Regions from separate parts of the Mus musculus genome. Here regions 2, 3 and 4 are each linked to region 1. The links are chromatin contacts, called in public Hi-C, HiChIP or PLAC-seq and promoter capture Hi-C maps. All regions are on one chromosome and are shown on one strand. Each heading gives the region's core, a stretch centred on a gene start, on an enhancer-like site or on the middle of the called end of the contact. The rest is flanking DNA. Distances are from core to core; before and after follow the strand shown.

Evidence for each region. A called contact is a pair of places that touch in the nucleus more often than the background predicts. HiChIP or PLAC-seq counts read pairs in DNA pulled down with a chosen protein or histone mark. Capture Hi-C pulls out chosen DNA fragments and counts their contacts.
Region 2: a contact with region 1 is called in a promoter capture Hi-C map of pancreatic islet. The contact joins the promoter of AI467606 here to the promoter of Sephs2 in region 1. A contact is called at or near these places in 2 of 39 promoter capture datasets (erythroid cells and fetal liver), 5 of 115 datasets of contacts at active chromatin or transcription factors (the SCID.adh cell line, double positive thymocytes, embryonic stem cells and 1 more) and 2 of 9 other capture datasets (adipose tissue and pancreatic islet).
Region 3: a FOXA1 HiChIP or PLAC-seq map of pancreatic cancer cells shows a contact between it and region 1. The contact joins the promoter of Prrt2 here to the promoter of Sephs2 in region 1. A contact is called at or near these places in 1 of 39 promoter capture datasets (neural stem cells), 1 of 484 Hi-C or Micro-C datasets (pre-B cells), 3 of 115 datasets of contacts at active chromatin or transcription factors (the SCID.adh cell line, embryonic stem cells and pancreatic cancer cells) and 2 of 9 other capture datasets (adipose tissue and liver).
Region 4: a contact with region 1 is called in a Hi-C map of liver, with 2.0 times the contacts expected there. The contact joins the promoter of Qprt here to the promoter of Sephs2 in region 1. A contact is called at or near these places in 3 of 39 promoter capture datasets (fetal liver, liver and pre-B cells), 4 of 484 Hi-C or Micro-C datasets (liver and pre-B cells), 7 of 115 datasets of contacts at active chromatin or transcription factors (the SCID.adh cell line, bone marrow-derived macrophages, embryonic stem cells and 1 more) and 2 of 9 other capture datasets (liver and pancreatic islet).

The regions. Positions count from the first base shown.
Region 1 is chr7:127,268,606-127,275,353 of GRCm38.p6, reverse strand. Sephs2 (selenophosphate synthetase 2) reads left to right here and starts at 1,295. Exons shown (of 1, transcript NM_009266.3): 1 at 1,295-3,475. The coding sequence starts at 1,435. The coding sequence ends at 2,793.
Region 2 is chr7:127,088,193-127,094,805 of GRCm38.p6, reverse strand. AI467606 (expressed sequence AI467606) reads right to left here and starts at 3,370. Exons shown (of 2, transcript NM_178901.3): 1 at 3,334-3,370; 2 at 757-2,637. The coding sequence starts at 2,551. The coding sequence ends at 1,874.
Region 3 is chr7:127,018,574-127,024,671 of GRCm38.p6, reverse strand. It overlaps Prrt2 (proline-rich transmembrane protein 2), which reads left to right and starts at 3,461. Exons shown (of 4, transcript NM_001102563.1): 1 at 3,461-3,667; 2 at 4,317-5,277; 3 at 5,656-5,788; 4 at 5,942-6,098. The coding sequence starts at 4,381. The coding sequence ends at 5,952. Maz (MYC-associated zinc finger protein (purine-binding transcription factor)) reads left to right here. Exons shown (of 5, transcript NM_010772.1): 4 at 57-228; 5 at 1,504-2,538. The coding sequence ends at 1,658.
Region 4 is chr7:127,118,482-127,125,455 of GRCm38.p6, reverse strand. It overlaps Qprt (quinolinate phosphoribosyltransferase), which reads left to right and starts at 3,427. Exons shown (of 4, transcript NM_133686.1): 1 at 3,427-3,483. The coding sequence starts at 3,471. It also overlaps a transcript of Spn not described here.

The DNA of each region.
Region 1 (6,748 bases), core at 46-2,545:
CCGGAAAGCCACACGCACCATCAAAGACAGCAATAATACAAAGATTCATTTACTTTTATTTTGTATGTGTAGGAGTGTTTTGGCTATATGTTTGACAGGGAACTGTGTGTTCCTGGTGCTCTCAGAAGCCAGAAGAGGGACATCAGGTCCCCTGGAAACTGGAATTACGGATGATAGCCACCATGTAAGTTCCAGGAACTGAACCCAGGTCCTTTGCAAGAACAGCAGGCGCTCTTAACCACCTACCTACCTCTCCAGCACCTATTTTAGGCTTTTTGAGACAAGATCTCACTGTGGAGCCCAGGCTAGAATGGACATCATTGTCTTCTTACCACAGTTTTCCAAGTACTGGGATCACACAGTGGAAAAACCTATTCATTTATTTGGTTTAGGGTTGCAAGCTGTAGAACAGGCTGGCCTGGAACTCACTATGTAGTACTATGTAGTACAGGCTGGCCTGGAATTAACAGTCTCAGTCTCTCAAATGGTGGAATTACAGGCATAAAGCCACTACTATGAGTTTAGCATTTATAATTTCAGTAGACATTGGCAAACCCCCCTGCCTGGATCTGAATTCTCACATATATTAACTTCAAGAAATAGAGACATCTTAGCACAGAGTAGCCATAAATAAATAATAAATTAGCTTGCACTGAAGATGCAACTCACTGCTGCCAGATAATGGCCAAAACAGTACCCAAACCTGTGCAGAATTTTTAAGTCCATGTGAAACTTCACAACATCAATTGTGCAATTTGCTTATGCAATCATAGTATTTACTTTGTGATGTCCCCTTTCTTCCCCTAAACCTCCCCTTAAAGTATTTTCTTAGCCTAGATTAGCTTTGTGTCCTGTCAAATGACCCTAGGACTGTTCTGACCTTGGGGCTAGCCCAGTGCCAGAGCTTCCTTCCGTAAGTAATTTATTCTTTGGTAAAATGATTCCAAAAACAGCAGACTTCTGCCAGCCAACTCCAAGACCAGGTTCCCAGGGCGGAGGGGGGCGGAGGGGACAAGACACGCACGGGTAACGTGGCTCCCACCTGTAATAACAGCACTTGGAAAGCTGAGACAGATCGATGGACTCGAGTTCGAGTCCATCCTGATCTGCGTTCCAGGCCGGTTACAAGGGGTTCACGTGATGATCTCGCGGGGACCGGTTGTGCAAGCAGACGGTTAATTTGTAATACACCTTTTTGAGTAAAGGAAGCCCGCCTCTCGGTACGGGAATCGTCATTGGATAGAGCAGCTGTCAATCACGCTGTATATAAATAGAGGCCGCGCGGCGCTCCGACAGGCAGCGTGGCTCGAGTCCTCCGGTCCGGCTCGCGTGGTTGATCATCTCCTGGCGTAACCTTGGCCCGCTGTGGCTGGGAGACTCATCTGCAGGTATCTGGGCCTTCTGGTCCGCACGGCCTCCCGGGCGAGCGGCGCGATGGCGGAAGCGGCGGCGGCGGGCGCCAGCGGAGAAACCATGGCGGCGCTAGTGGCCGCAGAAGGTTCCTTGGGCCCGGCGGGCTGGTCTGCCGGCCGGAGTTTCTCCAACTACCGGCCGTTCGAGCCCCAGACACTGGGCTTCAGCCCGAGCTGGCGGCTGACGAGCTTCTCCGGCATGAAGGGCTGAGGCTGCAAGGTCCCCCAGGAGACCCTGCTCAAACTCCTGGAGGGACTGACGCGGCCCGCGCTGCAGCCCCCGCTTACCTCGGGTCTGGTCGGGGGCCAGGAAGAGACGGTGCAGGAAGGGGGCCTGTCCACCAGGCCCGGCCCCGGCTCAGCCTTCCCCTCGCTGAGCATTGGCATGGACTCCTGCGTCATCCCCCTGAGGCACGGAGGCCTGTCGCTGGTGCAGACCACCGACTTCTTTTACCCCTTGGTGGAAGATCCCTATATGATGGGGCGCATAGCTTGTGCCAATGTGCTCAGTGACCTCTATGCCATGGGTATCACTGAGTGTGACAACATGTTGATGTTACTCAGTGTGAGCCAGAGCATGAGTGAAAAGGAACGAGAGAAGGTGACACCGCTCATGATCAAAGGCTTTCGTGACGCTGCGGAGGAGGGAGGCACTGCAGTGACCGGTGGACAGACAGTGGTCAACCCGTGGATTATCATCGGTGGCGTTGCCACGGTGGTGTGTCAGCAAAATGAATTCATAATGCCTGATAGTGCCGTGGTAGGAGATGTGCTGGTATTAACCAAACCTTTAGGAACCCAGGTTGCTGCCAATGCCCACCAATGGCTGGATAATCCTGAGAAATGGAATAAAATCAAGATGGTGGTTTCCAGAGAGGAAGTAGAGTTAGCCTATCAGGAAGCTATGTTCAATATGGCTACTCTAAACAGGACTGCTGCTGGCTTGATGCACACTTTTAATGCCCACGCAGCCACGGATATCACAGGCTTTGGCATATTAGGACACTCTCAGAACCTGGCAAAACAGCAAAAAAATGAAGTGTCCTTTGTCATACATAATCTGCCAATAATTGCCAAGATGGCTGCGATCAGCAAAGCCAGTGGGCGCTTTGGCCTCCTCCAAGGAACGTCAGCTGAAACCTCTGGGGGATTACTGATTTGTCTGCCAAGAGAGCAGGCGGCCCGCTTTTGTTCGGAAATCAAATCTTCCAAGTACGGAGAGGGTCACCAAGCTTGGATCGTTGGCATCGTGGAGAAGGGAAACCGGACAGCCCGGATCATTGACAAGCCTCGCGTTATTGAAGTTCTACCTCGGGGAGCCTCTGCTGCTGCTGCTGCTGCTCCTGATAATTCCAACGCAGCCTCTGAGCCTAGTTCTTGAAATGGAATAGCGGTTGTTGGGAACTCGGAGCCATTCTACCCGCTCAGGGACTGCTGGCCAGGGTTGATTTTAAGACCTTTCCAAAGGCTGCTTGCATGGTTCCTCCAGGCCCATCCAAAGCTTCCTGTATGTGCATCCAGGCCTGTGAGTAATGGCGCTGCGGATGTGTGTTCATCTGTTGAGAGCATGAGGAGCAAAAACCCGTTTCCCAAAGCAAGAGGAGGCTATTTCAGTTTTAGGGATTTTTTTTTTTTTTTTTTTTTGCACTGAGTTGATTCATTTCTGCACAGGGAGTAAAGATTATTAAGATTACATATGAGAAAAGTAAACCTGCAACATGAAAAATTATTTGGACCAATATATTGATAAATCTAAATTGTTAGGAGAACTCTTACTGATTTATTGTCAAATTTGTTATTAATTTTTTTCTGAGAAACTGCCTCTTTTCCTGTTCTGGACAAGAGTTGAGCAGCTTGTCCGACAGGAAAGGAAGACTAGCCACCTGACTTGGTCTCTGATAATGATGTCTCTCCCTCTAACTCCCAGTAAGGACTGGGAGAGGCTGAACAAACCTCAGAGCCAGGTGTCGGTGGCCATTGAATCTTACACTGAAACTTCTGGAGATTTAATTAATAAAGAGAATTTCTTACAGTAACTAAATAAAAGGGACTTTGTTGGAAAACTTGTGGCTAATGTTTGGTTCTGTGGATCACTTTCTTGTTTCAGACAGGTTCTCCGGTGCCTTGATTTTGCTTCTGCCTCCAGTATGCTGCCAAAACCAGCTGGAACGCGGACTCTCTTTACCCCTTGACATTACATCTGGAACTTGCAAAATAGAAAGTAGATGTTGTCCTTGCCCCTGAGTCAAGGGATTTGGGTTTGCACTGTCCCTTGAGATGACAAAAGAGGACTTGGAATGGATATAAACTCTAGGGATTTTAAGGTAGACAGAAAATGGGGAAAAAAGTCATAAAAGATGACTTAACAGAATAGAAGAGACTGTCTGAAGGTGAGGAGGCTAACAAGAAAGAGCTCTGAAAGGATTCATCGAGGTGAAGGCAGGGAGTTGGCGTGAGAAGAGACGCTGGCTAAAAGCTTATACACAGAACAATTATGTCCTTACACTTGCAACACCCCCTGACACACACACTTTGAGGTGAGTGACTGCCTTTTCCCTCTAGGAGGAAAAGAGAAACTCCAGGCACAGCAGTAGACAAGGAAGCCTGATTGAAAGCGCCAACTAGACATTAAAAAAATGAGCCAGGGCTGGGGATGTGGCTCAGTTGGTGGAGGGCTTGCCTAGCATACCTGACAGTGAGTTCCGTGGGTGGGTTCCTCAGCACCAAATAAGGCTGGGGTGGCACCACTGGCATTTGGAAGGTAGAAACAAAAGATCAGAAACTCAAGATCATCTTTGGTTATATTGTTCAAGGCTGACCTGGGCTACATCTGTATGAGACACTCAACACCCCCCTATAGAAGAAACTGACCTAGGATTTGCTAGCAGGTGTCTAGCGTGCAAAAGAACTTTGGTTCAGTACCTGTGGTTTGGACGTTGGGAGTACCTTGTACTTTGGACATTGGGGATAGGGTGGGGATAAAGGAGAAAGAAAATAAGGTTTAAAAACAATGGCCAGGGGCTTGAGGCGTAGTTCAGTATCACAATGATGTAGCTTGGGCAAAGTCCTAGTTTAATCTCTACCACCAGAAAAAAAAAAAAAAAAACCTTGCCCAGGAAGCAGCCATCAGTAGGGTGACACAGATGAAATACTCTAGAGAAAATGACCGTGTCCAGTGACATGTTCTTCAAGCTCGAGGCTCTGTATCAGGAAAGCCACCATCCTGAAGTCTCCCACTTGAAGTTTGATTCAATCAATACCTTAAGCTTTTAAATGTCACACCCCTACCTCCACAGCCCCAACACATGCTTCTGACAGCATCTTGAGGTGTAAGCCAGGTTTGTCTAGATCATCCTGCTTTGGCCTAGCTCAGTGCTGGCTCAGAAGTTTTGATGTTGTCTTCCGTTCTCCACTGACAGTGCAACTTTGTTCTTAATATTTTGCAATGTTGCTTCCCCTTCTGCAGACTAGATGCCAGGCAAACACCACTGAGTCACACTCCCGCATTGTTTGAGACAAGGTCTTGTTATGTAACCCTGTCTGGCCTGTAACTTGCTAAGTAGATCAGGCTGACCTAGAGCTCAGAGATTTGCCAGCTCTGTGCTGCCACATGTGGCTCATTTTTATTTTTCAGTTTCTCCATTATTTTTATGTGTATGAGTGTTTTGTTCACATGCATGTGTGTATCACACACCTGCAGTGTGTCCCCTACCCAGGCCAGAAGAGAGGCTTTGAGTCCCCTGGAACTGGAGTTACAAATGGCTGTGAGCTGCCATCTAGTTGCTAGAGATGGAGCCTGGGTTCCCTGCAAGAGCCACCCATGCTCTTAACCACTGAGGCACGGCTCCAGCCCCTCACGCTGTTGCTGCTGTTTTTTTTTTTGTTTGTTTGTTTGTTTTGTTTTTTCCATTAATTTTTAAAAAGATTTATTTTATGTATATGAGTGCACTGTAGCTGTACAGATGGGTGAGCCATCATGTGATTACTGGGAACTAAATTCAGGACCTCTGCTCCCTCCAGTCAGCCACCCTTGCTCCGGTCGGCCCTGCTCACTCCAGACTAAAGATTTATTATTATATCTAAGCACACTGTAGCTGTCTTCAGACGAACCAGAAGAGAGCATCAGATCTCGTTATGGATGATTGTTACCCACTGTGTGGTTGCTGGGATTTGAACTCAGCACCTTTGGAAGAGCAGTCAGTCCTCTTACCCGCTGAGCCATCTCTCCAGCCCCCATTAATTTATTCACTTTATATCCCAGTCACTCCCTGCACCCATCCCTACCCCCCAGTCTATTTTTACTTTTCTTGAGAGAGGGTCTCATTGTGCCGCTCAGGATGTCCTAGAATTCACTTATGTAGACCAGGCTGAGCTTGAATTTACAGAGCTCCACCTGCCTCTGCTTTAATCCAAGTCCTAGGATTAAAGGTAGGTACCACTACACCCAAGTAGGCCTCTCATTTTTATTCTTTTGGTTGTTTTTTCTACACAGGGTATCTCTGTGTAACCCCTGGCTACCCTGGAACTCGATCTGTAGACCAGGCTGGCCTGAATCTCAGAGATTTGCTTTCCTCTGCCTGGTCTACAGAGTGAGTTCTGGGACAGCCAGGGCTATGAGTGAAAGAAATAGAATGTATCAGAGACGAATGCAAGTGTTCTCAAACTTAGAAAGCTGAACACAGTGGCTGGATTCTGCTTAACAGCTAAGCAGAGCACTGGCTGCTCTTCAGAGGGCCCAGGTACCATTCTCAGCACCCACCCACATGGTGGCTCACAACCATCCATAGCTCCAGTTCCAGGAGATAGGATGCTCTCTTCGGAATCAAGGGCACTAGGCATATATATCATGCATATACATACATGACATCAAAACACGTAGACATATAAAATAATTAAAAATTAAAAAAGGTTTTTTTTTCTTAAATTGAAAGTAGCTAGGTCTGATGGTACATGCCTGTAATCTTGGCACTTGAGAGGTGGAGACAGGAATATCAAGGGTTCAAAGTCACCTATAGGCTTATATTTCTCATAGCATTCTTTAAATAAGACTTCAACCTCCCTTCTAGCCCACCACCCAACAGAGGTAGTGGAAAACAAACGTTATTAGGTTATGGGGGAAGTGACCTACTTAGAATAGTTCTTCGGGGCGATTCCAATCTTCATTATTCTGAGTCCAGTCCACTAGCAAACACCAAACACCAACCAGACCTACAGTCCAGTCCACTTGGCAGACACCAAACACGAATCAGCAATTAATGCAGTTAATCCGATCTGCCCAGGTCTGTGGAAGCGGCAAGAAGTCGCAGGAATCTCGAGAGAAGGTCTTTGATGAGTTT
Region 2 (6,613 bases), core at 2,121-4,620, 180 kb after region 1:
CATCCCAGAACTCCGATGGCAAGATGCTAAGGATGAGTACTGAGCCCTGAAGGGGAGGAGTGGGCAGAGGTGAGGAGTGCGACCGGGACTCTGATCTAGAGCAGATTTTCTCTCCATGTGTGTGCATGTGTGTGTGTGTGTGTATGTGTGTGTGCCCTACATGTATGTATATGCTCATGGAGACATAAGAGAGCCTCAGATCCCCTGCAACTAGCGTTACAGGACCCAGCATCTTCTGCTAGAGCATGCTCATCCCTGCTCATCACAGCCATGCTTCTCCCCAGCTAATGTGTCTAATTATCTATGCTCTTACTCATTCCTCCCTATTGAGCTCTGTGTACGCTGCAATCCAAAATCCTCTCCCTTCCGTCCCCTTTCCCTCACACTTTTTCATCCTTTCTTTCCTTTGACAGAGTCTTACTAAGTAGCCCAGGCTGGCCTTGAACTTGGGATCTCCCACCTCAGCCTCCCGAGTGCTGACATTTCAGGCTTGTCCCACCACCTCTGGCTCATCCTCTTTTCTTTTAACAAGGAGCAGAGTTTGAGGTCAAAGTCTCCAGTAGGCAACACTGTTTCCTTAGGGCTTCATTGTCTACATTGTATTTATTTTCGTGTTTCTGTTTTCTTTTGAGTCAGGTTGCAATTTGGTGTTGGTTAGCCTAGATCCCTCTGCCTCAGCTCTCAGCTTCCTGAGTGCTGCGATTCAGCCACTGGCAGGCCTGGCCTGGCTTTTTTTTTTTTTTTTTTTTTTTTTTTGAACTTGTGGCAAGTAATACTGGAAATACTGATTTCCCACTTACAGAGGTCATACAAAAAGGATTCACTTTAAAACAAATTTATTAAGCATACAGTGAACCGATTTAAGTAAAAATATAAAGTAAATAATGAAACAAAAAGTAAACATACGGCAGGATCGTCATACTCTTGACTGAAGTTTGGAAAGTCAGATTTCCAGATGCCGAAAGCTCCATCTTCCCCACTGCGAACCCCTCTCCTAAAGAAGTTGTCAGCTGGTGGGCACACGGGTATTCGGGACTCCGTTTCTATGGTATGGATCACTGTAAGTAAGTCTGCCCCACAGCAAACCTGCCTCTCTAGACCACTCCAGCAAGCTGGAGGGAAAGATGGCAGAGGCTATGTTTGGGGAGTGACCTTTCTCTGGGAAAAAATCTTCATTCCCATATTGGAACAAACTCAGTTCTCGATAGGCCATGCTTGTCTTAACACAGAATAATAAAACTGTACTGTAGGATGTGTGCAGCCATAAGTCAGGGGGCAGAGGAGCCTACTGATCTGTTTTGGTTCTGTGTCCCAATTCCAGGCAAGGACAGCCTCTCCAGTGTGGCCCATCAAATCCCATGTTGCTGTTTAGTGGCCAAGGCCATTATTTGTACGGAATCAAAGACACCTCCTGGATTTGTCCTCTGTGTTTTCCTGGAGGGCCTCACAGTGGTGGGAGAGAGTGGCCAGGCACAGATAGGGTTTGTGGCTCTGGAGAGCAAGATTCTTGCCATCTCCAGACCACATGACTGACACTCATAACTACCAGCTCTGGGCTGATGGTCAGCATCCCATACAGGATAGGCTGTCTTAGGTAAGTTTGTACCCTGACGTGCCATCTTGAAGCCTTCTGGCCTGTAGCCAGCTAGACTTGCCTTCAATTCTCAGAGTCACGACTTAGGCATTTTAACCTAAGCTGAACTTCAGGCAAGCCTTGGAGTGCAGGCTGTCCACACTCTTAGCCTGCCCACCAGCCAGGTGCAGAAGACAGAAATTTCCACACAAAATTTCCAGCGCAAGGGTCAGGCCTAAGGCTGGAGCTGACCCCTGTAGTCCCTCTGAGGTGGGAGTTAGTCTTACAGGTCCTGAAGACTCAGAAGCCCACGCTGGTCCGGCCTTCCCTCTTCCAGAATGCTGAGATCTGCTCCAGGGTGACCCGAGGCTGGAGACCCCAATCAGGTTCCAGGCTCCCTTGCCTCGGCCTCCAAGGCCTGGGGCTCCCAACCTGCAAGCCAGCCTCTGGCATGGGCTCAGACCCAACCCAGCTCACCAGGCTTGTGTCATGGGGCCTCTCCTCTTGGGTCTGAGGCCTCCAGAAGGTGCTCTGGGCTGGGACTTCTGGTGGGGTCTGAGGAACTAGAGAACTGAGGGAAGAGTATGGGGCTGAAGTGGCTGGTGGAGCAGTTGCTCTGCCCTCTAAGGTGCCACCGGGTGTTGGGGGACCTGGAGCCCTGTCCATCAGCAGAGGCATGGAGGAGCCGTACCAATCCTCAGAGCGCTCCCGGGCGCTGCTCGTGGGCTCAATCCACAGTTCTCCTCCAGGGCGCCAGACTAGGGTGGGGGCACGCTGGCTGGGGTCTGGTTGCGGGCGGCGGAACAGGCGTTCGGCCAGTACAGCAGTAGTTATGATGAAGAAGGCTGTGAGAGAGGCCAGGCCCAGCATGATGGGAATACAAGGTCCACAGGGGATTACTACCCACACTGCTGCCTCCGCTGTAGGCTCAGGGAGCCCCTCCGTGTGCCCAGAGGGCTGCTGAGGCGTCACTGGCATCTGGGAGACTCAGTGTGGACTCAGAACAGTCAGGAACGTCTCCACTGGGAGAAGGAAAGGACAGCAACCAGAGGATATCCCGTTTCCTGGAAAGAGATTCAACAACGGTTCTAACAACTTGACCGTGGCACAGGATGAGACAGTGCTTAGACTGCATGTCACTGGGACTGCACATCATTGGCCTTTTTTTTAAACTGTAACTTTACTTCAGAACCTCAGAGACAGATTGGGAGTCGGGAGTGCTGGATCTCTTTGTCCCTCATCTTGCGTTCCTGCTCCCACCCCCACCCCTACCCACTGTTAATTCGGCTCTTCTAATTGGCTTATTGAGCATGGGTGGCAAAACTAGAGAGGAGCAAAGGGTCCCAGAGAGGTCAAGAGCAAACCAGGAGAGGCCGGAGAACAAGCCAGAGCTGGCTGAGGCTCCCCTGCACAGTCGCAGGCCTTACTTCCCCTCCAGCCCCACCCCCCACCTCTGATGACAGATCAAAGGTCTGGGCTCTCAGGTCTTGCCTCAGTCTCAAGTGAGGAGACTTGGAATGAGAGAGAAACCCCTTGCTGGCCCCTCCCTTCCATATGCACCTACTCTTTGAGCCACCTAACCGCTCTCCTTGGAGGTGGCCCTGTTGTGCTATCTGGCTGTACCAGGTCTGTGGCCCGGCACCTATCCAGCTTCCCCAGCTCTGCCCAATCACTGGCCTGTCTGCTTCCCTTGTTGGTATTTGTCCACATCTCTGCCACCAGTCCCCCATTTGCAGTTGCTTCCGCACCCCTCACCTCACCTGTCACCTTGCTTCAATCTTGGATTTCGCCGTTTTCAGAGCCCTTCTTCCCAGTGCATGCCGGGAGGGTGTGTGTGCGCGCAGCGATCTGAAAGGCCCTGGAGGGCTGGCCTCAGAAGAAGGCGGAAGGGAGGCTACCACCTGTTGCTGGGCGACTGTGCCCCAACTTTTCCTGCCCCCACAGAGTGTTTCCAAGGCAACCTGGGGATGTGGTCAGTGTGGTGAAGAACCACTTCCTGTGTAAGGTGGAGCCAGAATGAGCAGCTGCTTTGCTCCAGTCAGTCCCACCCCACAGGCAAGGTCCAGACCCCAGCGCCTTTACCTTGTCACCCCAAAGGCAAGACCCAGACCCCAGCGCGTTCACCATCTCACCCCAAAGGCAAGGCCCAGACCCCAGCGCTTTCACCTTCTCACCCCAAAGGCAAGACCCAGACCCCAGCGCCTTCACCTTCTCACCCCATAGGCAAGGCCTAGGCGCGATCACCATCTCACCCAACAGGCAAAGCCCAGACCCCAGCGCCTTCACCTTCTCACCCTACAGGCAAGGCCCAGACCCCAGCGCCTTCACCTTCTCACCCTACAGGCAAGGCCCAGACCTCAGCTCGCTCACCCAGGGGAGAGGAAGATTATAAAGACCGGCTCAGGGGCTCCCACAGCGCTGCGATGTATCTTGCTGCCTGCTTCTTGGAGGGTCCCTGTCCTTCCGTCTACTCCCTGCACCCTTTTCATCCAGCTGTGTCATACTTTTGTTTTGTTTGAGACAGGGACTTAAGATGTAGCCCAGGTTGGCCCCGAATCCCCCCCCCCCCCCCACACACACACATACACACTCCCGTAAGCCTTTTGAGTGTTGGTTTCAGTCCCAGGCCACTGTGCCCAGGCTCATCTCTCCACTACTTCTGATACCTAACGGTGTAAGCACTATGAGAGTAATTGTTACCGGTGTTGTTTAGGCCATCATACCTTTACATGGTGTGCATGCAGTGTCTGCGTGTGTGTGTGTGTGTGTGTGTGTGTGTGTAGACCAGAGTCTACTTAATTGATTTCCACCCTATTATTTTATTTTATGTGTTTGTGTGTTTAGCTCACCTGTATGCATTTTGGTCGCAAGCATGCCTCGTGTTCAAGGAGGCCAGAAGGGGATGTCAGATCTCTTGGAAGTGATTGACAGACAGTTGTGAGCCACTTTGTAAGTGCTAGGAATTGAACCTAGGTGCTCTGCAAGAGCATCGAATTAACTGCTGAACTCCCTCTCCCTCTCCCCTTCCCCATTCTCCCTGTCCCCCGGTCCCCCTCCTCCCTTCTCCCCCTATACCCTCTCCCCCTCTCCTCCTGTCCCCCTCTTTCCTTCCCCAGTGCTAAGCTAATAGGAGCACTTAGCTGAGCTTGCGGTGCCCATAGTTTTGAAGTGTGTGCTAAGGTCTAAGCTCAGGCCCTCATGTTTGTCAATCAGCACTGTTGTGTTGTACTGAGCCTTCTCCCAGCCTTTGTTCCCTCCTCTGTCTTCTCTTTCTTTTTTCCAGGGTGGGGGGTGGGGCAGCGGCGGAGGTGTTTGTTTGCTTATGGGTCATGCTCATGCTAGGCAAGCATTTTGCCACAATTCTTCACCACCAGCATTTCAACATACATGTTTTTCATTTGTTTTGAGACAGGGTTTCACTATGTATCATTTCTAGCTTAAAATGCTCTACGTAGACTACAGTGGGTTCCCAATTGTGGCAGTCTTCTGGCTACCTTCCTGGTGCTGGGGTTATAGGGCTGTGGCAGCACATCTACTCGGTACACCTACTCGGTACACCTGCTCAGTACACTTGCTCAGTACACCTGCTCAGTACACCTACTCAGTACACCTGCTCAGTACACCTGCTCAGAATCCGACCCCATGAGGAAGTCGAGTTTGGCTGGTTATACAAGTCCAAGAGCGGATGAATGTGCTTAGATATACTCGTGTACCCCCCACCCCTCCCCACCCCCCCCACCCCCGCTGTTGCTATCTTGTTTCTGTTGTGGTTTTTGTTACCGGACAGACTGTGTGTGTGTCAACCCTTTGTCTCTGACTGTAGACTTAGACTGATGTTGAGACAGAATTTGTCAGTGATAGTTAAGAAAAAAACAACTCAGCGCTGTTTTCCCGAGGACCGGCCTGCTCCGGAGCGTGAGACCTGGGCTGCTCAAAAGAGTTCTGGGATCACCTGCAGAGCCGGACTAAGAACTTCCGGGGCGTGAGCCAGGCGGGCGGACAGTGCAGCAAGCACCGGGCATCTGTCAAGTGGTTAAGTCGAAGCCTCTGTAGCCTTTCCCCCTCCCTGCCAGTGTTTGTCGCTCCCAGTAGCCTGCACAGCAGGTTCCCTGGCAGCTTCTCATTCCCCTGTCCCCTACATCCCATCTCTTGTTAACAGAAAAAGTGCTTTCATTTTAAGATATCAGTGGTCCGGTACAGGTACAGCCAGCTGTGAGAGCTGCGCTCCCTTCTCTGTCCCAAGAGTTTTCTCTTCTCAGGCGCCCCGCCCTGAACTGCTGGCTGTAAGTCTGTTCCCAGCTCCAGTGAGGGAGGCATCCGCCCACTTGGGGCTTCTGTCCAAAGTAAAGAGCACCTGTGAGTCTAACTGTCAGGCTCTGATAGGGGGTCTCGTTTTTTTGTGAGACTAGAAAGTGCCCCAACAATCTGACCAAACATGAGGCTGACAAAGACAGAGACCAGAGTCAGAATCAGAGATGTGCAGTGAAAAAAAAAAGATAAACCAGGATAGAGGCAAACTATGAGAGAAGATGAGTGACAGGATATAAATATGATAAATAGCATCCAAAGGAAACAAAGACAAGGAAGAGAAACAAAAGATATATATATATATATATATAGAGAGAGAGAGAGAACATTATATGAGATCTCCATTACAGTTAAGAAACAGGAACAAAAAGAGGTAAATAACAGAGACTAGAACCTAGCAATGTGGCACATGCTAATAATGCTAGCACTTAAAAATGATCTGTAAGAAACAGGAAGCCAGGAAATTAAAAAGAGATAAAAAATAAAATAAAATACTGGCCACAAGAGTCAGGAAAACTGAAAAACTTAGATAAGTACCTGGCAACAAAAGAAAAGAAAACTTTTGGCTAAAGATCAATGTATTTACCGTAAAAAAAAAAAAAAAAATGGGCACTAGGTGAGAGACTGCCCCAACAAAAAAAAAAAAAAAGAGGAGCCCCACCCCCATGACCAAACCCTTCCACCTGTTTGTGGCTAAAAGTAAAAAAGTAATAAAAAGGGATGCTAACACAG
Region 3 (6,098 bases), core at 2,212-4,711, 250 kb after region 1:
CCTTCTCTCTACTCCCCGAAGCTTTAACTCTCCTGTGACCCCACACCCTCCCCCAGAAATGTGAGGCAGCTTTTGCTACGAAGGATCGCCTCCGAGCGCACACAGTCCGACACGAGGAGAAGGTGCCATGTCATGTCTGTGGCAAGATGCTGAGCTCGGCTTATATTTCCGACCACATGAAGGTGCACAGCCAGGGCCCTCACCATGTCTGTGAGCTCTGCAACAAAGGTACATGCTAAGGGGTGCCAGGAGGGCAGGGACTAAAAAGGGGGGCACAGAGCTGTTGGGTTTTTTTTCACCGATGTGGGTCAAGGGTGCTGCAGCTAAGAGCTTGTGGCGAGTAGAGAGAACTCTTTAAGGGGCAAGTACAACAGCATTGGAAACACCACCACTAAATTATGTGCCATGGTTCACAGGAGACCGTCTACCAGAAATTCAACCTCATGGGTGTGCTTGGGAGAATGAAGTGGGACGTGGTTACTTTGAGAAAGGAATAGCCAAAAAGCCAGTCCCAAGGGTTTCAACTTAGCAGCCACAAGCTCTTGTCTCCAGCTCCTGGGGCAGGTGGAGTACATCAGCAGGGGTGTGACGAGCATGCACCCTACCCAGTAGCAGAAAGCTGTTTCACTGTGGTTGGTGACTAAAGGAGCTGAGACGGGGGCACTGGAGAGGGGGGGGACACAGCCGTCTCCACTGAGAGTCAAGCCTTTAAAAAGCTAGGTAGCCGTGTCGTGGACGGTCTCTGTAGAGATTAAGGACTAAGTAAGGGCACCACACAAACCAGTCCCCAGCAAGCGTAGGGAAAGGCTATGCTTCTCTGGAGTAGTTGGCCCCAGCCTACCAAGGATGTGGGAGGAGGACAGTGCCATGTGAGGAGGGTGTCCCCAGCCTAGGAGAACAGCCCTGTCTCTGGGGTCTCCACCAGGCTGACCCCAACCCCCCATCCCAACCCCCCCCCCCAATAGGCTTCACCACAGCAGCATACCTGCGCATCCACGCGGTGAAGGACCATGGGCTCCAGGCCCCGCGGGCTGACCGCATCCTGTGTAAGCTGTGCAGCGTGCACTGCAAGACCCCTGCCCAGCTGGCCGGCCACATGCAGACCCATCTGGGGGGGGCCGCCCCTCCTATCCCGGGAGATGCCCCCCAGCCACAGCCTACCTGCTGAGGGGGACCCCTGCACCCACCAGGCAAGGTGTGGGACATGGCTGGGGGGGGCAGCATGGGATGTGTGGGACAAGGGAACTCAAAGGGCCCAATAGGGGATCGCAGGAAGGCCAGGGATGCCAGTCTGTCACTCAGATTAGGGAGCCTTGGGATCCAGAGAGGGCAGTATGGACATGCTCAGTCTGGGTAAGCAGGCAGGCCGAAGCCTCTGGGGACCAGATAGGAAGTAACGGCTGTGTCCCAGGGGAAATAGGGAAATAGTTGAAAAGTCTGGGGTATGGAACATGTTTCTTGCCATTTAGGTTGTGCTGTGATCCTTGGTGTTTCTCCCTATAGGTACTGGTGAGGTTTGTCCAATGGCGGCAGCGGCAGCAGCAGCGGCGGCGGCGGCAGCAGCAGTGGTGGCAGCCCCCCCCACAGCTGTGGGCTCCCTCTCTGGGGCAGAGGGGGTACCAGTGAGCTCTCAGCCACTTCCCTCCCAGCCTTGGTGAGCTCCAAGTTGATGGGGGAGAGGGGAGAGTGGAGGAAAGCTCTTCTTGGTACAGTCTCCTCTTCCCACCAACTCCTCACGACTCTTCATCAACCAAGGAGCCTCCAGACAGAGAGGAGGAAGAAGGAATTCACTAGGTTTTAACAATGTTTCTCCTGCTCCTTTCTTCTCCCTATCAGAGCTGACCCTACAAACACCTGTCCCCTGAGTTGTGTTGAAGTCCCCTGGACAATGAGCAGGGGTGGCAGAGGACAGCAGCAGCCACTGCCCTCACCTTTAACCCCTTGCCTTGCCTCCCAGGGATTTGTGAGCCTTTCCTAGAAGGTCCTGTGCTCTCCTCCTTCTGTCCCCTCCCCTACTGTCTGCTGCCCCTTCCTGGGGAGTTGGTGCTTTCTTTTTTGTTGTTGTTTTTTCCCAGGGGTAGGGAGGAGAGAGGAGGGGAAAGAAGATTCTGTCCCAGAGGAGAGAAAAGGTGGTATTGAGGAGGGGCAGAAGCGGGGAAGGCAGAGGGATACTTGAGTAAGGTTGGGTGGTTAAACCCCAAGCATCCTACTGGAGTGTCTGTCCAGGGAGAAGCCAAGGGGAGCATCAGAAGGAGCCACTGGAGCCAGAGGCAGAACAAGAGAGATGGAATCTTAGGGGGCCAGGGCAAAGGAGGGGAGCCAGGGACAAGAGGTGCTTCCTGGGGGTGGGGGAATGCAGCCACAGTGTCTCCCCCTTCCCTCTTCCACCCCAGCTCCAGCCCTGGTCTTTCTTCCTCTTTCCCATAACAGAAGCTATGGCCCTGGCCATGTCATCGTGTTCCTGTGTCCCTTGCATGTTCCCCACCCTCCCCTCCCTCCTTTTGCGCAGACCCCATTACAATAAATTTTAAATAAAAACTTGTCTCTGAGTTCCTAAGTTATCTTCACCAAGCCCCCTGTTGTGTGTGCTCATGCCTCACCCCTCCCAGGGAGAGGGAGGGGTTCTTTGTTGACCTTGATCTTGGTCCCAACCTTTCCTGCTCTGCAAAGTGGTAGCTTCTCTCTTCTGAGGTACAACCTCTAGCTGCAGTACAACACAAATTTAGGGTAGGGCCAAGAATCCAGAAGTTATGGAGAGCAGATTCCAGGTCTTCAGGGAATACCCAATCTGAACAGGCACAGAATACCCACTGGAGATTAGGGATGCCAAGCTAGTTATTGATGCTGTCCTGTCTACAACCCAGCACCAGGCTGCACATACAGATCCCAGGGTCCATGGTTGACACAGGGTTCAGTAAGCTGCATTCGGGTCCCACTGTGGTGGTCATGGACTGCTTGCCCTGGCCCTTCCTAGCTTGCTGGAATTTCCATTTCTGGGCTTTGCTCAAACCTTTACAAAGACCCTCCCTTAAGCTTCCATCACGCATTGCTGCTGCTGCTTTCCAAGAGTAGGAAGGCTTCAGTTCTGCAGGCTCCCTTCTCTTGAAACCCCACGCAGTTCCCCTGCAGCCACCCCAAACTTAGACCTGTTTGCTTAACCCATCTATGCTGCTCAGGGTGCCTCCACCCAATCCTCACTGGTCCGTCTCTTCGCAGACCTAGGTCTCTGCCAGGATCCCCCGGTGACCGTTGGCGGGAGGGGCCGAGGACTTAGGAAGAAGGGGGTGCCCCACCAGGAGGTGCGCGTGAGAAAGGACAGGGAGGGGGCGAGAAAGGGCAGGGAGGGGGCACGAGTGGTCCCCAGGCCGGTTACCCAGGTAACACGGGGCCTGGCACGAGGTTCTCTTGGGCTATCCGGGAGGGGCAGGAGGCGTGCTAGGGGCGGGGGCGGCGCGGCAGCAGTGGAGCTTAGGGGAGGGGACCAGAGAAGAAGGGCCGAGCAAACCCGGAGGAGAGAGGAGGGGAGACCCGCCACCTCCCTTCATTGCTCACAGACTTGTTCCCTCCCCGGTCTGCGGCTGCTGCAGCAGCAGCGGCGGTGGCGGCGGGACGCAGGAGCAGTCCCGAGGCTGGCAGCGGATGAGACTGGGACCAACTGAGACTGCTGGTAGGTGTGGACGACAGACAGCTGGGTGGCATGAGAATGCAGGTGCCAGGCGAACTAGAGGGTGGTGCTGGGTGCGTCGTACCATCGGGAGAAGATCCCCTCCCCCTCAGCCTCTGCTGAAAGCAACAAGGGAACCCCTAAAAGAAGGGCTAAGAAGGTATGCACAAGATACTGGGTCTTCCCCAAGAATGGGGCTGGAAGGAGGTAGACGGGCATTTGAGCCCAAATGCACAGTAGGAAACCCTGCACTTCTTAGGTGGTGCCCAGAGAGGAGGGAAGGGTACAGAAGGAGCAGACTGTGTGGGGTCCTGGTCAGTCTGCCTGTTGGAGTGCCTGACGCATGCACAGATTTTCATGTTCTGGTGCGCCTTCGAGTTGGAAGCTGAGAGACTGGGTCTTGTTGGGTGTGTTGGATGGATCTAGGAACAGACCCAAGAGCAGTTCTGTTTAGAAAAGGGCTTATCTTCCCATGGCTCTCCAAGCCGACTTTAAAATACTTCTCCACCTTAAAGCAAAGGAAATCCCAACTTTTCCTCCTCTCCCTAGGGACAGTACAGGCTAGCCTTGAAACAGAATCCTAGCCCTCTTGAGCCTGTGGTGATGAGAGACACTCTTCCCTCCTCACCAAGCCTGTCTCCTCCTCTTCCAGGATTTGCTACTGTCACTGTTGTCTCCTCTTCCCCACGGGCCCTCTCCCATCTCGCTTCTCTAAGATGGCAGCCAGCAGCTCTCAGGTCTCTGAGATGAAGGGGGTGGAAGACAGTTCCAAAACCCAGACAGAAGGTCCCAGGCATTCTGAAGAAGGACTAGGTCCTGTCCAGGTTGTAGCAGAGATCCCAGACCAGCCAGAGGCCCTTCAGCCGGGCCCAGGCATCACTGCAGCCCCTGTGGACTCAGGGCCTAAGGCAGAGCTGGCACCAGAAACCACAGAGACCCCAGTTGAAACCCCAGAAACAGTCCAGGCCACAGACCTCAGTTTAAACCCAGAAGAAGGCTCCAAGGCCAGCCCCAGCCCCAGCCCCAGCGAGGCACGCCAAGAGCCAGCATCCAAACCAGATGTGAACAGAGAGACTGCAGCAGAGGAAGGGTCTGAGCCGCAGTCTACAGCCCCTCCTGAGCCAACCTCGGAGCCTGCTTTTCAGATAAACACCCAGTCAGACCCTCAGCCAACTTCCCAGCCTCCTCCTAAACCACCCCTTCAGGCAGAGCCCCCCACCCAAGAGGACCCTACCACAGAGGTCCTGACAGAAAGTACAGGGGAAAAACAAGAAAACGGAGCAGTGGTTCCCCTTCAGGCTGGTGACGGGGAAGAGGGCCCAGCCCCCCAACCTCACTCACCACCCTCAACTAAAACACCCCCAGCCAATGGGGCTCCCCCCCGTGTGCTGCAGAAACTCGTTGAGGAAGACAGAATAGGAAGGGCACACGGTGGGCATCCAGGATCTCCTCGAGGTAGCCTAAGCCGTCATCCCAGCTCCCAGCTGGCAGGGCCTGGGGTGGAAGGGGGCGAAGGCACCCAGAAACCTCGGGACTATATCATCCTTGCCATCCTGTCCTGCTTCTGCCCCATGTGGCCTGTCAACATTGTGGCCTTCGCTTATGCCGTCATGGTGAGCCCCAAGGGACCCTGGCCCAAGTGTACTGTGGCTCTCAGCTTCGTGCCAGTGTCAGCCCAGAGCCCCAGTAATGACACCTTCCCTCACCTCTCTGCATGGATCCCACTTTTCCAATTGCTGGCCCTTTGCTTGTCTCTCCCCAGGACCTAACCTTCCAAGGCACTCCTGCCCGACCCCTTCAAGCGGGAGGGAAACAGATGTGTCATATAATCTTACTGACCTGTACCCTCTTCCTCCTGCGTCCCCAATTCTCCTTCCTTTCTCAACCCCATTGGGCTGACCTTCCTCCTCTGGACTCTCACCTGATCCCTGCTGGGCTGGCTCCTGCTGACCTGGGCCATGATACCTCCAAACCCCTCACCCTCACCCCAGTCCCGGAACAGCCTGCAACAGGGGGACGTGGATGGGGCTCAACGTCTGGGCCGAGTAGCCAAGCTCTTAAGCATCGTGGCGCTGGTTGGGGGGGTCCTCATCATCATCGCCTCCTGCGTCATCAACTTAGGCGGTGAGTGGGGGTCAGGGACAGGAAGGGAGGCGCGGAGGGTTGACCAGGGCAGCTTTACTAACCCCTGACCCTGCTCTCTCCTGTCTGTCCTCCCTATGCCTTTGTCTCTTCCTGTCTCCTTCCCTGTCTGTCTTTCCCTCTCCTCTCCCACAGTGTATAAGTGAGGGGCTCTGCCCTGCATTCCAAGACTTTTCTTCCTGTTGGGAGCTGTCTTGGGTCCATCCCTGTCCTGGGAGAATCCCAGTCCATGGCCCTGGCCCCCATCTCTAGGGACCAAGGGAGCCTGAGCGGCCTTGTTTACAGCTTCTTT
Region 4 (6,974 bases), core at 2,178-4,677, 150 kb after region 1:
CAGCCAAGGGCTACACAGAGAGAACCTGTCTCGAAAAACAAACAAACAAACAAATAAATAAAAATTAAAAAATATTTATTTGCAGTGCTGGAGAGATGGCTCAGCGGTTAAGAGCGCCGACTGCTCTTCCAGAGGTCGTGAGTTTAAATCCCAGCAACCACATGATGGCTCACAACCATCCATAATGAGATCTGATGCCCTCTTCTGGGGTGTCTGAAGACAGCTACAGCGAGCAAGCGAGCCAGCAGGGCCAGAGTGAGAAGAAAATGTGTCTGAAGACAGCTACAGTGTGTTTACATATAATAAATAAATAAATAAATAAATAAATAAATCTTTAAAAAAAAGATTTATTTGCTTCATGTATATGGGTATTCTGTAGCTGTCTTCAGACACACCAGAAGGTGGCATCAGATGCCCATTACAGATGGTTGTGAGTCACCACATGATTTCTGGGAATTGAACTCAGGACCTCTGGAAGAGCAGTCAGTGTTCTTAACTGCTGAGCCATCTCTCCAGCCCATTGCAACCTACTTTTAATAAGGGTTCAACCACCCAGCAGAAGTAGTGGAAGAGAAAATTTATTAGGATATGGAGGAAGTGGATCTGTTCAGCTATAGCTCTTTGGGGGCAAGCTCGATCTTCTTAGGCAGCAGTTCAGTCCTGTAGCAAACACCAAACACGACCAGCAGCTGCAGACTGGTCCTCTAGGCAGGCAGACACCAGACATGAACCAGCAGCTGCAGTCCAGTCCTTTCAGCAAGCAGACACCAGGCAGCTGTAGTTCAATCCTGAAGAAACCGCCAGGCTCATCAGCTGGCCTGAGGCAAGGCTGTGGCATCAGCAAGCTGCCACAGGAACCTCATGAGCAGTTCTTGGGTGAGTTTCTCTCAATGGTTGCCATATGACAAAGTGAGCTCAACAACACTGTAAGGCGAACCAATACATGCGAAGAAAATTGAGGTGGAGCAAACCAAACTCCTCCCACTGTCTGTGGGCCATATTTCTATGCCTTCATCACAGGTCCTTCCACCTGTCTGCTATATCCAAGCATCCTTTCACTTGTGTCTACTCCAGCAAAACATCACTTGACATAACTAACTTTCCAAAACAAAACAAAACAAAACCTAGATGTTTCCATTTCATCTTTCTGCCCAGATCTTTTTGTTTTTGAGATGGGAGGGTCTTACTATGTAGACCAAGCTGACCTCCAACTCAGAGATCCACCTGCCTACCTCTGCTCTCTGGGTATGGGGTTTAAAGCTGTGTAGTTCCATATCTGGCTCACAGACTTTTTTAAAAAAAGATTTTTTAAAGATGCTCCTTCTGCCTGCCTTGGGATCAAGATGTAGAACTCTCAGTTCCTTCTCCAGCACTATGTCTGCCTGGGTACTGCCATGCTCCTGCCTTAATGATAATGGACTAATCTTTGAAAGTGCAAGCCAGTCCCAATTAAATGATGTTCTTTATAAGAGTTGCCTTGATCATGCTGTCTCTTCACAGCAAAGGAAACCCTGACTAAGACACACTATAACATCAGAGGTCATATCTTATCCACAGGGCAGTGTTACTGCTGGCAAACAGCTGATCCCACTGGCCGGTCCCAGGGACCTACTGGCTGCTTACATCATTACCTGCCACCACCAGGTGTGCCAGGTATGAGCTCCCAGACACCCCAGATCCTTCTCTGTGTCTTCTTTCTGCTCTCTCTGCCTTGTCTCATGTTTCTTTCTCCTATTCCCTTTCCTTGTCTGTCTGCCTGTCAGTTTGCCTCTATCTCCTTCATGTTCTCTCCTCCCCAATAAACCTCTTATACTAGATCTGTTTTGTGGAGTAATTTCTCATGGGAACCTTGGCATGAGTCAAGGGTACCCTACCACTCTCGCTTGCATCTATCCTGTCAGTTACAGCGTGATGGGTCCAGCACTAGGTAAGATACATGTCTTTCCCCTCCCAGAAGCCTGTATGGCATTGTGCAGGCTAGCCAACAGGGAGAAAGTTTCCTGGTCAGCTCAAGGTTAATTTTGTTATGTTCTGCATTAGGAGTGGTATTCTCAGCAATCGAGTCTCACCCTGTAGTTACGGTGCACAGCCAAGAGCAATAGCAGTAGTGTGCTGTTTTCGGAGCATCTGGAGCCTTACTGACCAGTAACTCACAGGGAGAGGGCTCACCCCGGCACTGAGGTTCTCATTTAATAATTCATGTCTTCTGGGAAGCACTCATGCAGGGTACTTCTGCTCAACTCCCTATTTAAAAAATATTATATATTTAAAAATAGCTTTCAGAACAGTGGGTTCCTGCAATGCTTCCTCATATACGCTTAGTTTGGGCTTCCCTTCCCCCCACCCTTTTCTGAATCTCTTTTCTTCACTTTAACCCTGAGTCTCTCTCTCTCTCTCTCTCTCTCTCTCTCTCTCTCACTCTCTCTCTCTCTCTCTCTCTCTCGTTTCACATCTCAGTGTTCTACTATCTTCACTAATAGTTTTTTCTTGGGTTGGAAGATGGTTTCCCTATAGCTTTTTCATATACCTTTTATTTTGGCTAACCTTGCTCCCTCCCCCAGGTTTGACCCTTCCCCATTCCATCCTTCTCTACTTTATTTCCCTGACCCAGCCCTTAGGTATCCACCCTTGTGGTCCATCTCTAGTTTTCTGGCTCCCACGTGTACTCCAGGTTAAACATACATGACCAAAGATTTAGAGCTAGGAGCCACATATGATCCAGAACATGCAATATTTCTCAGTCTGCTACAAAGTCACTGATGCTACAGTCTCCTCCGTCACCCTTAGGGCCTCATCCAAAACCCCTCCTCCAAATTTCTATAAATTTGGGGGGGTAAGTTTTCAACACACTGACTTTGGGGGAGCACATTCAGACTGCAGCTCTCAGGAAAAGTGGGAGGGATGAGGGGATATTTGTGGGGTTCCTACTCTGTCCCTCAGAAAATTTGAGATAAAAAGAGAATGGGCCGCATGTGCTTGTGCGCGCTTTAATCCTAGCACGGGCTGGGGACACAGGAGGTGGATCTATACAGTGAGAGCCTCTCTCTGGTGGGGTTAGGGAGAACGGAATTGGGGCTTGAGTGCAGGTCTGGGATCCACGATTTTCCCAGCACACCACTAACAAGGCTTTCCGGCCCTCATAGGAGAGTGAGGTCCGGCATTCATGGCCCTGCACTCCGAGGGAGCTCCAGCAGGGCTGGAAGTGGAGAAAACAGGGCCTGTTTGGTGCCAGAGGAGTCAGAATTTCTAAGTGCTCACAGCTGAGCACTTCCCACTGATTCTGGGGTTCGCAGTGGGGCTGGCTCAGCGAGGGTCCAAAGAGGTGTACCGTGAGGGCTCTTAGGAAGGACTGACCCAGCTCGGCCCCTCCCTCCCCTCTCTCTGGCAGCCCCACCCCCAGCCTCAGCTTCTGGGAACATTCGACCTGAACTGTGGTGAACACACTGACCCGCTGGCTGCTCCAAGTCACCATGGACCCTGAAGGTGACCTAAGTCTCTGCTCTGTGTTCCTGTTTTCTATGTCCCCTACTGCCCGTCCCTCTTCCTATTTCAGCCATCTGCCTCCCTCTCTCTTCTCTAAAGAACCCCTTGTGGCCTCTCCTTGGATCTTGTTCCCAAGTCCGCTTCTCTCTGTCTTGTTTGAACCTCCAAAATCCTCCTCTTGCTTCGCGGTTCTTTCTGTGTTGAGCCCTACGGAAGGGCAGAAGCTTGGGAACAGAATGGATGGGGTTGCTCTGCTGGGGTCAGATGGACTGGTAGTGGGAGTTTGGAAAGGGGAGCAGCCCTGGACTCTGTCCCTTGTTAGCAGCCAAGAGAAGCGGAGGCAAAGTCCGGTCTCATCCCTGTAGAGTGTGGGGGGCGGGGAGGGGATGAAGTCGGAGACTGCGCTCAGGCCGCAGAGTCTGGCTTGGGACTCACAGCACCTGCTTGAGCCTAGAGTGCATCAAGGACAGGCTGCAGGGCCATCGGAAGACTTCTACAGCCTCACAGCCTCTTTTTCTTGCAGTAGCATTGGGTCTGGGGTGTAGCTCAGTGGTCGACACTTGCGCAGCATGCTTAAGACCTTCCACCCTAGTAGGTTTGCCGCTCTTATTTAAATCTTTTGTGTTTCCCTTTCCTCCCTGGGGCCTCCTCCCCCATCCTCCCCACTTTCCTGCCGGTTTGCATGCAACTCCTCTGGCCTGCCTGTGGAGCCTGCTCTGGATTTGTAGGTCTGGCTAGAATCTGGGGAGTTGCCTGTGCTGATCGGGCTGGCCTCAAACTTACCGAAATTTGCCGCCGGCCGCCTGCCAAGTGCTGGGATCAAACCCGTGTGTTCTGCCTGGTCTGCCTTTCCCTCCTAACATTAACACTGCCCTGGATTTGAGGCCAGGGGATTCACAGCTGTGGGAACCCTGGGAAGTTACCCAGAAGGATTCTAGGTTTCTGCATCTGGAAGATGCTTCAGGGTGGTAGGGAAACTCAACCACCTTTGCAAGTGTCCCGGTTCCTGAGTTCTTTACTGAGGAACTGTGGGTGGGTGTTCAGGGAGGGCATGGATGCCCAACATGAATATGAAATTCTGAGAAAATAGCCATGGATTCCCTTTTCTGAGAAAGGGGGTTCAATAATGGCATTTTTCATCCAACCCGGGTTTCTGAATTTTTAAACTTATTATTGTATGTGAGTGCATGGTGGTGGGGGTGTCAGGTGTCACAGTGTGGAGGTCAGAGGACATCTTTTCAGAGGTTGTTCTCTTCTTCTTTCCACCTTTGTACGTCTCTGGGGATGGAGCTTGGGGCCTCCTGAACTGTCTTTCCCCTCTGATTATTCATTTAGTTTTGAGACAGGTCCTCACTGTGGAGCCCTAGCTGGGCTGGAACACTCAGCAATCTTCCTGCCTATGCCTCCCGGGTGCCGAGATTAAAGGGGTGTGCCTGGTTTTGTTTATTCCTAAGACAGAGTATTTTTTTAATATTTTAAATTCTGTTTATGCATGGCAGGAGTTATGCACACATGTGTGGGGTTGCCAGATGCCATAGGCATTGGGTCTCCCTACAGTTACAGGCGGTTGTGAGCCACCTGATGTGTGTGCTAGGAACAGAACTTGGATCTTCTGCAAGAACAGTGTGGACTTAACCTTTGAGCCTCAGTGATATGCAGGGCCACATCTCCAGGGTCTTGATTCACAGCCCAACATGGCTTGCAACTCATGTAGCTCAGAGTGACCTTGAACTTACGATGAGCCCCAGCCTCCCAAGTGCTGACATTACTGGTGTGTGATCCACCACAGGCTCCAGACCCAAATTCTTAATAAGAATAAATTAAAAACCTCACATACTCAAGGATGGGGTCTCGAGAGAGGGCTCAGTGGGTAAAGTACCAGCCTTACCAGCATGAGTTCAGATTCCCCAGGACTCACACAAAAGTTAGCCTGCAATGCTCACACTCGGTGTGTTGAAGAGGCGGAGGGGTGGGAGTTGTAGGCAGATCCTGAGTTGAGCTCAGGAATGATAGAAAAACACAGTAGACATTAGCCAGGTGTGAGTTTGAGGCCAGCCTGGTCTACATAGTGAGTTTCAAGAGGATCAGAGCTACACACTGAGGTCTTGTCTTGAAAAAGAAAAGCACACTGGTCATTAGTCTCTGGCCTCTATACACAGGCTCAAATGTGTGTGCGTGCACACACGTGCACATACACACTCACACACACTCCCCTCATGGACATCTCTGTGGCCTCCCAAGCACAGAGCTTAGAGGGGACCCCAGAGTCACCTACATAAAATCCCATTTCTGACACTTGACAGCTATGCCACCTAGACCCCATACTTCACCTTGCTGTGCTCAGCTTTCTTGTTGGTAAATTAAAAATAGTGTCTTTCCCAGAGGATTGTGGGATTAAACACCTTCACAAAGGGCTGGTAGCCAGAAACAGGGTAGAGAGGGAGCCTTCAACTTTGTCCCTGTTCTTTGTTGTTTGAGTCAGGATTTCTCTGGGTAGCCATGGCTATCCTAGAACTCACTCTGTAGATCAGGCTGACCTTGAACTCCGAGCTCCACTTCTGGAACCCTGACTCTCCATGTTTGGCGAGTCAGACTCTCTTCCTGTTTCTTCATGAGCTGGAGATGGAGGTTCCTCCCACTCACCCTATTGGCCTCTCGGAGCCAATGCTCACATCGCAGGACTCACCTCCCAGCATCTGGTCCTTTCTCTTTTGCTTCCCTCTGCCCTTAAGGTTCTGGTCCACACTGCTGCCTCAAGCATGTGACATCTGATGTTTGACTCTGGCTCAGGCAGAAGGCTGGCGAGGACCAGTGACCTGCATAACATAAGCCAGGACACGGTAGACAAGGAAAGGGCTCGACACCCAGGCTGGGGAGTCAGGGAAACAAAGGGTCAGCCAGTCTAGAGTGCCACAGAAGTCCCTGGGAGCCAGTAGACACAGTGGGCATACTGGGCAAGGACTGAGCCCTGGAGCTGTGACCTTGATGTGACCTTTAGAAGCACACCCTGTTGTCACAGTTCACTCTGGTTCACCGCCTCTCGCCAAAGCTCTTTCAATAGCTTCCTAACCAAGAACCCTAGACACGGTTTAAATGTATACATGTGTGCAGGCAAGCATGCGCCATAGAGTGGAGGTCAGAGGGCAACTTCCTGGAGTCAGTTCTCTCCTTCCACCACGTGGGTTCTGGGAATAAACTAAGTCATCAGACTTGAAGGCAAGTGACTTTGCACACTGAGCCGGCTCACTGGCCCCTAAATATTAAAACCGCAATCTTCATTGTTTTTATCCTCTGACTTCCAATCAAAATTCTATAGTGACTCTATAGAGCCTGGCTCTGCCTGGCTCTGCCTGGCTCTTTTCACTACGCATCTTTTTCTCTCTTTCCTTTCTCTCTTTCCTTTCTCAGAACCTGAACCACATTTGCCAGTATCCACCACATCTCCAGGGTGCCTGCAGCCTCTCTCTACCATTGAGCAGTCTCTCTGGAGG